Linked DNA regions of Mus musculus: all the other regions are linked to region 3. A link is a contact called in public Hi-C, HiCAR-type and promoter capture Hi-C data. All regions are on one chromosome and are shown on one strand. The core of a region is the stretch at or near the end of the contact, and the rest is flanking DNA. Distances in the headings are between cores, read along the strand shown.

Region 1 (2,700 bases), core at 46-2,545, 440 kb after region 3:
GATGGAAAAGCCTCACCTTAGGGTCTGATGAGGGACAACTGATAAAGACCTGGACCCAGCTGACATTAGGAAATGGCACAAGGGATGGGTCTCTTCTAAAGATGCAGATGTTAGGGCCCTGCCTCCCAACAGACAGCCCCCTTTAGACTCTGGCAACAGACATAAGGGTTAGGAGCACTGACCATTCTGGTGCACCGCCAACTTTGAGTTAAGAGTTGGTGTATTCAGTGGGAGGGGTTAGACTGAGGAGCCATGTTTTGTCCAGGTTATATTCAGCAAGCTGAAGAGTTCTAGCAGCACCAGTGCTGCCAACCAATGTCCCAGCTTGTCAGATTGTTTTAGAAACTGTACAGACTAATTTATTAACTTTGTGTGCTCTGTGTGAATATATGTTGGTATCATGTGTTTTTCTCTATTAACTCTCCTCCTTATTTTTTGAGACAAGGTCTCTTCACTTCAAACCTGGACCTTCTTATTTTGGCTAGGCAGGACAGCCAGTCAGACCCAGTCATAGGCACATGCTGCCATACCTGCTGTTTACACAGGAGTTGGGGGTCTGAACTCAGGTATGATTGTATAGTGAGCACGTTACCACTCAATTGTCTCCCCGTGACCCACACTTAACTTTACTGAGCCACCTGTAGCTACAGGGTTGTTGTTGTTGTTGTTTTTGGTTTTAGTTTTTTCGAGACAGGGTTTCTCTGTGTAGCCCTGGCTGTCCTGGAACTCACTTTGTAGATCAGGCTGGCCTCGAACTCAGAAATCCGCCTGCCTCTGCCTCCCAAGTGCTGGGATTAAAGGTGTGCGCCATCACGCCCAGCTGTAGCCACAGTTTTTTACCTCATAAATGGTACATTTTACTCTTCTTTTTCATAACTCCGACTTCTTAGGAGACAGCCATTAAAGTGTTTCTCAACTCTCGTTTATAAGTTTGTGGGGTGGTGTTGGCGTGGTGGACAGTTGCCGAGAACTTCCCTGACTTTTTTTTGTTTGTTTGTTTGTTTTATGACTCTGGGTTTTCTGTTTGTACATCTTCTGCATCTTCCTGGGATGTAGAAGCTACTGATAGAATTGGCCATTTCAAAACTAGGGACGCTGAGTTCTGTTTCTCTTTCACATGTGACAAAAGACAAAGGCGTTGGGGATAGAAAGATAAGGCAGCTGTAAGTGAGGGCACATGGCTCTGGGTTGGGGTGCACTCATTATCATTATCCCTGCCACATGCTTCTGGACAGCCAGCGAGCTTGCTTAGACTCGTTTGGGAGACGGACTGAGTCCTTTAGTTAATGCTAAGCACTGAGGTACTGATTAACCCAGGGAAGCTGGGACAGACAGGATGGCCCTAACATGGGATCACTCTCTGTGCTATGTATGCAGTTAGCTTTGTGTTCTGGTATCTAGCTAGAGATAACATATGTGCATCTTATTTCCCTGGCTGGGAGCCCCGTAGGGTCACAGGGAGTCGCTGGAGGAGGTGTATTCGGGCCTCTGTAGTTGAGTTTCATCCTGTGAGCCGAACTAGTACACATCACAAATGGTCATGTTTGTTATGTATGGAGAGTGGTGGCTGGTTTTGGTTTTCCCTGTTAAATAATATATTGAGAACTGAGAAGAGTTTTATTTGAAATTAAAGACATAGAGGGTGTGGTGAGGAAAAACTTGATTTAATGTAGATTTAATGTAGATTCTCCCTTATGATCAACAAACAATCACTAAACTAATTCTTATTATCAGCAGACTATTTTCTATTCTATTTTTTTAACAATATGAAACATTTCCTCTGAGGGACAAAGCTTTATTTCCTGCCCCCTTTTTTGCAGTTTCAAAGTGGTTTCCCTGTTATGTAATTGGGAAAGACATTATTGTTTTAAATAGAGCAGTAATGGCTTTTTTTTTTTAAATGATTTGTTTTCTTTTTTTTTTTTAAGATTTATTTATTTATTATATGTAATACACTGTAGCTGTCTTCAGACACTCCAGAAGAGGGAGTCAGATCTCGTTACGGATGGTTGTGAGCCACCATGTGGTTGCTGGGATTTGAACTCCTGACCTTCGGAAGAGCAGTCGGGTGCTCTTACACACTGAGCCATCTCACCAGCCCTTTTTTTTTTTTTTTTTTAACTAACTTTTAGCTGCGCTTATTTTATGCTGGATTTACTTCAGTGGTGTAAGTTTTTGTTTCTTCTGGGGTGTCTTTGTCTCTTCCTTCTGTGCAGCCTCCTCTTCTAGCTTTGGAGGAGTTTATTCCTTTCCAGGGAGGACCATCTCTGTGGCAGGGCAACTCGCGTGTGGGTTACTCTGTCCCTGGGCTCTGAGTTCATCGGAGTGTCTCAGGTGCCTGTTCACTTCAAGTAAATCCTTCAGGCCAGCAGTACTTACTTAGGCGCGTACAGCAGAAATTCGGCAACCCTGTGACCAGCCCCACTGAGCGCACCTGCTGTTATCCCACTGGAATGACACATTGCTTCTTCTTCTTCTTTTTTTTTTTTTTTTTTTTTTTTTTTTTGGTTTTTCGAGACAGGGTTTCTCTGTGTAGCCCTGGCTATCCTGGAACTCACTCTGTAGACCAGGCTGGCCTTGAACTCAGAAATCCGCCTGCCTCTCCCTCCCGAGTGCTGGGATTAAAGGCGTGTGCCACCACACCCCCCGGCTTGACACATTGCTTCTTTAAAGTGACTTTGTTCAGTTACTTGGTAGCTT
Region 2 (2,743 bases), core at 161-2,660, 350 kb after region 3:
TTCAATGGCTGGCATGTCGCTTGTCTTGACGTGGTGACCTTCTGGAAGTAGCCATGGTCTGTAGGCCACAGAGCGGGAAGGACAACTTAACAATGGGGTTGAAGATAAAAGCATGAAACAGTGATAGTATGATGCTGAAGACGATAGAGTTTAGCTGGATAACCTGATCTTTTCCTGCGGAGCATTTTCCACGAACCAATCAACACTCTTTTCCTTAGACTATTCCTGGCTATATCTATTCTCATTCATTCTCTCTCTCTCTCTCTCTCTCTCTCTCTCTCTCTCTCTCTCTCTCTCTCTCTCTCTCTCTCTCGATCTGAAACTAGGAAGACAAACTATGGTGTAATAAAGAATGAACTAACCCCACATGGCAGCTACGGAGGGCTCTAGATACAATCCAAGCCACGTGCACCGCTCACTTTTCTTGGATCCCTTCTGCTCTTTGGAGTGAGTCTGCCTCTTTAACTTGCGGGAATGGTGCTTTGAGAGGTTTCTGTGGCTCTCTGGCGTGCACACAGACGCGCAGTGCGTGCGTGTGTGTGCTCCGCACGCAGAGAGGGAAAAAGCGCGCGGTCCGGGCTCTGCGTCACTCCCCGCACCTGGCCAGAGATGGGTTTAGTAGAGGCTAATCCGCGGAGGGCACTTCATCCCGGGTGTTTCTCTGAGTCCCCGATTTTGCTGCCTGGAGTGCCAGCGTCCCATCCTGCTTCGGTTCCTGGTTCCCCCCACCAGCCCCCATCCTGCCATTCGACCCCAATGCAAGAAGGATGAGGCGGGGGAAGGGCTGGTGGCTGGGTGGCCTGCGGGTACGCTGCGCAGTGATCTCCGGGTCCGTTTCGGAGGGTGCGTGCAGAGAAGCAGGATCCCTCAGGGAGCGCGGGCTCCGCTGCCACCTGCTGAGAACCTCGCACGCCAAAACAGCCTCGGGCAGGGCTACCTGCTATAAATAAGCGGTCAAGAGCCCGGTGTGTGACCACACATCCCGCCGGGAGGGCCATAATCACTTGTGAGCACGCAGGGAATATTCCGGGCCAGGACTTCGCGCTGAGGCTGGATGGGGTGGCGATGCTTGCACCTTCCCCGAGCTCTCGTGGGGTGGCGCCTGGTGGCCCCTGGGCGGGCTGAGGATGGACCGCTGGGGAGCGAGGGGAGGGAGGCCGCGGAGGACCCGCACTGCAGCAGCTGTTGCTCGCCTGTGACTCGCCAGTCTGGGCCGAGTCGCCTAGCCAGAGTCGCTTGGTGCGGAGGGGAAGGGAGGGCATCTACTCCTGTTCTTGGCTCCCGGGGGACTCACTAGGGAGATTCCGGCTGCTGTCCCCCTCCCCCGCCTCTGCTTTCCCCAGCGCTCGCCCAGCCCGGGAGGAGGAAACGCGAGCGAGCCGCGCGCAGACACCTCCTCCTCCTCCTCAGCTGCTGTCGCCGCCGCCGGCCACACCGCGGTGCCTGTTGCTGCAAGCCACCTCGGACCGACCGTCTCTTCAACCCGCAAGAGAAGCAGAGACTGTGGAGTGGACCCCCACCCCAGCAGCGTGGGGCGGCAAGAGCACAGCCAGCTGAGGACCATGGACGCCCCGCCCGCCCAGGCCATCTTCTGGGTGCCCGGGAGCACCTGCGCGCCCTAGCTCAGCCCGGAGTTCTGAGCGTGCCACCTCACTGGTAGGTTCCACCTTGGGTCCTTAGGGTGCGGGGCAACCCTCCACTTCCAGCATGCCCCTGAGCTCCCTTGCTGCAGAGAAGGCGCGGTCCCGCCACCCAAGGGCGTTGCTGCCGGGTCTCTTGGGGTGCTCTGGTGGGGGAGGGGGAAGAGGCGGGATTTCAGAGCTACCTTGTTGTCCTCTGCTTGGGGGTGGGGGGGGGGGGGAGAAACCTTGATGCTTTCTGCGCTGCGACGAAGGTGCTCAGGTCCCCTGCTCCTCCTCCTTGCATATCCCGCCCCACTCCCTCCCGCCAAATATCACCGGGGCACAAGTGTTTGTAAGGCATCCAGCTCGGACGAGGCCGGTCAGAGTGACCCCAGGCCGCCTTTTGAAAGTTCAGGGTACTTTGCAGCGGTAACTTTGGCAGCTTCTCGGTGCACGCAACATTTCTTTCTATGGGCACATCCTGTGCTGGTCATTTTGAAACCCGGCTTGATTGTTTCCTAGCAGCTTCCGGGTTGCTACGTGAGTAAGAGGCTCACTCTAACTTCACAGGTTGCTGTTCTCTTCTTTTCTAAAAGATGTGTCGTTCTGTTTGAACCCCACCTAGGTGTGGCGTTCCTGGTTGTGATTTTATTTTAAATGCCTTGTTCTCCGGAAGTTGCTTAAAAAGGAAAAGAAATTGAAAGTGATGAGTGTTTCTCTCAGCAAACATCTTCAGCGCCCTGGTACTGATGATGGCAGGCATTCACCTCCTACGTACAACCCTCCTTCGTCCTCTTAGTGGCTGCAAGCCGTTCTTCTATTTAGAGCCAGGTGTTAGAAGGGAATTTTTGAATGACCTAATTTAAATGGGTCACACCCAGGAAGCTCAGCTGTCTCTACAAGTCTAAACTTCTAAACTTTTTGCGTTGCACCTCCATGGGCAAAGATCCCTTTTAAGACCCCCTCGATGTGAAGTGGGATTCCCATGAGTTGGAGAATGGCCACACTTAGGCTTTATTGTTTGTGGAGCCTGCTCAAGGTGGGAGGGGTGGGATGGGAGAAGGAGAGGGCAGCTGTACCCAAAGGTAGGAATGTATCACTTTTCAGGGTCTCACTACCTT
Region 3 (2,700 bases), core at 194-2,693:
GAAATAGCTCTTGCATTCTAGAATTCCAGACTCAGCAGCAAAATAGGGAGAAAATAAGTTCCCTGTGTACCCGTGCAAGGGGTACCCTTGTGGCTGGAGCAGGAAATAGCCAAGGACTAGTGCCGCTCGGGAATTCCCAGGTGAGTGAACACGACCTTGGAGAACCTCTCCAGATACCTTCACACACACACATACACACACACACACACACACACACACACACACACACACACACACACACCGTTGATCTGAGAATTCCCATATATACCTCCCCCCACCCCAAAATATCTTTAAACATGGCAGGCAGCATTGGAAAGCTTTGGTGATATTGTAAACAACAATCAGATGCAATTGTGTATGTAGTTCTCAACAAAACAATTACTTTAAAAGAACTTTAAATACCCAAGAGTTAAAAGAAAACTAAAGGCATTATCAAGTTTCTTACCTTCCTCTCTTTACTACTACTGAGTTGAACCTCAAAGTTTCTCCCCACTGACTCTAAAAACCCAAAACAAATTCCAAAGTCTCTTTTTGATCCGAAAAACCTAATTCATATATAAATGGACCAGTATCCCATGGAATTTCTGACAAGGCTGGAAATTGAACCTGAGCATCATTTATTCTAACAAGAAATTTTTTTCTTCAAATCAATAAATGACATTCAACAACGTATGATTTCCCTCGTAAATCGACATTTGAAAGCACAAAGGTATTTTAGCACTAAAAAGGACAAAAAAACCACTGAGTGTTCTCCCATAGAGCGTGGCAAATGCCTGTGAAGACAGCGGGGATGTCCAACTCAAAACTCGCTGGAGAAAATTAGGTCTTTGGGAAGTTCTCTCAGTTGCTTCTCCCCGCATTGCCTTTTAATCCTCTCACTGCGAGCCTTGAGCATGGAGAGGAAAGAGAGGAAGCTAGATGGCGCAATTGCTCAACACATTTTCCTGGCTTCTGGAAATGCCAGCTCTCCACAGCTTCTGGGCCAGGTGGACCGAAGACCGAAATCTTAAACCGAATTTCAAGATTAAAGCACCGGTTCTCTACCCTTCGTAGGTAAAGTGTGTTGGGTGAAGTGTCCCATATCCTGACACTCCAAGGGAAGGGGTCTGAAACCGGGGTTCTTTCACGTGTCCCACTAATAGCCTTTGGGGCACAGGCAAGTTTGTAGCCCCTAGGAACGACCGTCACTGCAGCGTCTGAGCAGATTGTCTAGCCATCGGGCGGGCGACAAGCAATGTGCGCTCGATCTAGCAACTAATGCGGGCTGGCTCGCTGACCACTCACTCAAACATAGATCACCGGACGTCCCCTTGTCCCTGTCGCCTGCGCACGCGGGCCAAGGCGCAGGTAAAGGGTTACCCTTGCCTGGGAGGCTCGCCCGCTCCCCGTCCACGTGACGCGGCGGCCCAATGACCGCAGCCCGGGCTGAGGCTGCAGCGCGACAGGCTCCGGGCGTCGCTGACCCACTCGCGTGTCCCAGCGCGGACGCCCGAGGCCCACGAAGCCATGGGCGCCGCGACTCTGGAGCCGCCGCCCCGCCGCAGGTAAGTACGGTCCGGGACTGCGCCGGGCTCCTCCGGGAAGAGGGCTGGTCCTGGGCGGGAGTCCCGACTTTGCTTCTGGGCTCCCCTTCTCTCAAGGGGACGCGAGGAGGAACTATGAGGCAAGGCAATGGATGATTTGATGACTTCAGGAGAAGTCACGGAATTCAACCTAGGCATGCTAAGAGTGGCGACAAGAAACAGGTTTCCAAACTAAAGGCGCTGGTGCTGGTTGGGTAAAATGGTTTATTTTTAAACTCCCAATTCCTGAGCTCTCTGCTGTTCCTGGGAACTTAAACCTGGACAAATTGTAAGAGATCTTCCCATCTCCCTGTGTCCCGGGGTCACCATATTTACGCTTCTAGGGGGGTTTTATTGATTAAAACGGGAAAGGAATTTGATCGCCCCCGCCCTTCTTTGAAATGTCCTTGGGTTCTGGGGTTGGGTCTATGGCGATGGTGAGGGTGCATGAAGGGACAACGACGCTGTGGTGTTCCGCAAGAGCCTGGGACTAGGAAAGTGGGCGCCAAAGAGAGAGAGCTAAATGGTCGCAGGCTGTAAATATTTAATAGACAAATATCTACCAGGTCAATCGCCTGGGTCTTTGTAGCCTGGACAGCCCTGATGAGGTGAGATTATATATATATATATATATCACCAATGCAGAATTTTCCAGTAATACCAGGCAGATATCAGGGGGACTTTTACCCACTCCCAGAACCATAATTAACCTTAAATGCAAAACAAAATAATTCCATCTCCATCGACTCTGAATGTCTACTTTTCCATCCTGGTATAGACATTTGCGCGATGAATGTAGAGGAAGTGGGTGTTCCAGGAGTCACTTCTGTGCTGGTTTCTGCGAGAGTGTTTGTTGGTTGTGGCCTGTGGCTGATTGCCTTGGGTGGCTGTAACTCAGCTATGGTGAAGAATATCGCTGGAGAAAAGAAAGTCTTGGAACCGTGAATGGAAAAGAAGTGGGAGTAGTGGTTATTTTTTAAAGGCAGTTGGTTCTGTATTTGTTGAAGTTGTTTCCTCCCACATAATTTTCCAGTTAATACTATCTTAAGGAGGATACAATAGTATTTCCCTTATACTTGTCTAGTTGATACTATTTTTAGGAAGAAATAATAGTATCTCCCATATATGTTTCCAGTTA
Region 4 (2,700 bases), core at 55-2,554, 380 kb after region 3:
GTGTGTATGTGGAGTATGGGTGTGTGTGGTGTGTGTTTGTATGTGTGGTGTGTGTGTGTGTTTGTGTGTGCTTGTGTGTATGTGGAGTGTGTGTGTGTATGTGTGTGGTGTGTGTTTGTGTGTGTGGTGTATGTGTGTGTGTGGTGTGTTTATGTAAGACAAGGACTCTTGTAACTCTGGCTATCCTTGACCTTGTTGTATAGTAAGGGTAACTTTGAACTCCATATCTTCCTGTTCCCCCTCCTACCTTCTGGGATTCCAGACCTTGCCACGATGCCTAAAAAACCCACAGATCTTTCTTGCTGTGGCTGTGTTCCTTGGCAGCTAGAAAGACATTTAAAATGTAAGTTTAACCATCAGTAAACTGAGGGCACCACAGATTCCATTAGATAGACTATAAGGACAAAAGAGAAGATCTGTGCTGAGTATTTGGCATCTGCCCTACATCCAGCAAGCTGTGACCATGCCCAGCATGGTGAATGGTGAGCACTCTGAAGACAAGATTGGCATGATCTTGGCATCTGTGTGGATTACACCATGGGAGGCTGCCTTACCATGCTTCACTGGGGTGGCTTGTCTGTGAGGTCTGCCAAGTCTCTGAGAACTGGGTCTAAGCCAAGAGACATGTCATAGTCTTTTGAGGGATTTTCTTTTAACCTGTTTAGTTATTTATTATTTATGTATGTGTGTACTTTCAGAGGCCAGAAAAGGGCATCAGATCCCTACCCTACCCCACCCTGCCCAGCTAGAGTTACTGGCAGTTGTGAGTCACCCAACCTAACATGGGTACTTGGTACTGAACCCTTGACCTCTGGAGGAAGAGTATGTACTCTTAACTGTTGAGCCATCTCTCCAGCTCTTTAGACACAATTTATTATTTGACTTTGAGTTTCTGTGTAGGCTTATTAGTCTTGAAAAACTATGTTTCAACAGACCACACATGACCAGTCCTGATCTTTGACGCAGGGCCAAAAATGTCTCAGAAGCCTGGCAAGTGGGGCACACAGAGCATACTGAAAGCCAGCAAGGCCCCCTGTACTGCATGTGTTCTGTGTAAATGAAGACACTCAGAAGACCAGTTGGTTTTGACCTCTGGATCCAATGGATAGAACCACTGGACAGGCAATGTCGGCTGTGGGTACACCATGCGTTGTGGTTCTGTGTACTGGGGCTGCAGGGCTGGCCTGTGGTTAGATGAGAATCCAGACTGCTGGAATCTAGAAATGTCAGCTGGCTAGGCAGCTGTCTGTCCAGGAGCAAGGTCAGACATACAGGATGAGTCAGGATGGGTTTGGACGACACTAGTGTAGGATGTTCAGAGGCTAGTCCAGGCTGCCTGTCACAGGGATAGGTCAGGACTGAGAACAAGGCTAGCCAGAGCTGTGTCCAAGAACCAGAGTGGAAACTAGAGAGAGAGAGAGAGAGAGAGAGAGAGAAAGCCAAAGGCCACAGCAGGGCGGGGCAGAGAGGGACGGGGGAAGAGGAATGTTTTCTTTGCTTGCTAACTGGTCAGGAAGTCTGTATCAAGAAAAGGGAGACGAGGGCGCAGAAGACGGGTTTCCTTTCTGTAGGACAGAACCTGGCGAGCAGAGGGCAGTCTGACCCAGGGTAACTTGCAGTTTCTGTGGGGAGGAGTTCAGGGTAAGAGGGGGTCACCTGTGCTACTTCCCCAGGGTCCTGTCACATGGACATTTCTCCCTCTCATCCTCATATAGACTCAACTGTGCCGCAGAAATAAATGAACCCCGAAGCTCAGTGGTTAGCACAAGGATCCTCTAGTTGCTGCTCCGGGGCCTGTGTGCTCTGAGTTGACGATAGCCAAGAGTCTTTGTTCTGAGGCCCCAAGCTGCCTCTCTCTTATGTTCTGTTGTGACCTCTGCTATAGTGCAGAAGAAAAGACTGGGAAAGTTCCCTTACTTCACTCTAACCCCACACTGTATTTCTTTTTTTTTTTAATTTAGTTTAATTTTTTATTTTTTGAACATTAGTGTTTTATCTGCACATATGTCTATGTGGAGGTGTTAGGTCCCCTGGAACTAGAGTTACAGACAGTTGTAAACTGCCACATGGGTGCTAGAAATTGAACCCTGGTCTCCTGGAAGAGCAGTCAATGCTCTTAACCCCCGGATCCCTCTCTCCAGCTCCCAACACTGTATTTCTTATCTAGACTTTTTGGGCAAGTTCCTTAACAGTCTCCACATTTCCACCCTTGTCTTCCCCAGGTCTAAGGCAGCCAGCTCCAGGCATGACCATCATTGCCGCAGATCTGGTGATGTGCCCTTCTGCTGCCCTCTCCACTTATGGTCTAGCATAGCTCTGCCCTTCAGAGAACAAGCCATGGAGACTTAGTAAGATTTTCTCGGCCTTCTGAGTCTCATTTTGCCAGTTGCCCTACCTCTCCCAGTTGCTTACATCTCATATCCCCTTATCCTAGGCCCACGTCATCCTCTTTCTCTAGTCTATAACATTCCATGGCCTCTCTTAGTTCTAGAGCATCCCAGATTCCCTTTGTTCCTGTGACCTAGACCGCTCAGTACCCTCCCTGTTTGGCTACCTTTAACTTAACTTGCCATTTCTAAGCTTGCATGCCACTTTCCCAGAAAGCCTCTCTTGCATAAATTTGCAAGGAAAATCATAGGCTTCAGTAGACTGTAATCTTCAAGAGAGGGATTTCCATCTTGCTCCCTGAATGACCCACAC

What was found. Promoter capture Hi-C pulls out the DNA fragments that hold promoters and counts their contacts. A called contact is a pair of places that touch in the nucleus more often than the background predicts. HiCAR-type assays count read pairs that join an accessible place to other places.
Region 1: a contact with region 3 is called in a HiCAR-type map of kidney, with 2.1 times the contacts expected there. The contact joins the enhancer-like site here to the promoter of 0610040J01Rik in region 3. A contact is called at or near these places in 4 of 39 promoter capture datasets (the C10 cell line, cranial neural crest and hippocampal neurons), 8 of 484 Hi-C or Micro-C datasets (B cells, cardiomyocytes, embryonic stem cells and 4 more), 1 of 115 datasets of contacts at active chromatin or transcription factors (kidney) and 1 of 9 other capture datasets (embryonic stem cells).
Region 2: a promoter capture Hi-C map of embryonic stem cells shows a contact between it and region 3, with 12 read pairs. The contact joins the promoter of Tbc1d1 here to the promoter of 0610040J01Rik in region 3. A contact is called at or near these places in 11 of 39 promoter capture datasets (the C10 cell line, embryonic stem cells, hippocampal neurons and 4 more), 2 of 484 Hi-C or Micro-C datasets (both in embryonic stem cells), 5 of 115 datasets of contacts at active chromatin or transcription factors (embryonic stem cells, microglia, pancreatic cancer cells and 1 more) and 1 of 9 other capture datasets (liver).
Region 4: a contact with region 3 is called in a Hi-C map of myocytes, with 5 times the contacts expected there. The contact joins the enhancer-like site here to the promoter of 0610040J01Rik in region 3. A contact is called at or near these places in 1 of 39 promoter capture datasets (the C10 cell line), 1 of 484 Hi-C or Micro-C datasets (myocytes) and 1 of 9 other capture datasets (embryonic stem cells).

The regions. Positions count from the first base shown.
Region 1 is chr5:64,250,401-64,253,100 of GRCm38.p6, forward strand. All of the region lies in intron 2 of Tbc1d1 (TBC1 domain family, member 1), which reads left to right. Among named protein-coding and RNA genes, the nearest start is that of Gm46913, 4.4 kb to the left of the region's middle. Within about 2 kb of position 1,296, at least 20 of the 459 cell types and tissues checked have an H3K27ac peak or open chromatin away from gene starts, as enhancers often do. A contact at or near this core is called in kidney and liver, where this site is marked.
Region 2 is chr5:64,158,850-64,161,592 of GRCm38.p6, forward strand. Tbc1d1 (TBC1 domain family, member 1) reads left to right here and starts at 1,411. Exons shown (of 22, transcript NM_001310611.1): 1 at 1,411-1,656.
Region 3 is chr5:63,811,052-63,813,751 of GRCm38.p6, forward strand. 0610040J01Rik (RIKEN cDNA 0610040J01 gene) reads left to right here and starts at 1,444. Exons shown (of 4, transcript NM_029554.4): 1 at 1,444-1,544.
Region 4 is chr5:64,195,802-64,198,501 of GRCm38.p6, forward strand. All of the region lies in intron 2 of Tbc1d1 (TBC1 domain family, member 1), which reads left to right. Among named protein-coding and RNA genes, the nearest start is that of Tbc1d1, 37 kb to the left of the region's middle. Within about 2 kb of position 1,305, at least 74 of the 459 cell types and tissues checked have an H3K27ac peak or open chromatin away from gene starts, as enhancers often do. A contact at or near this core is called in myocytes, where this site is marked.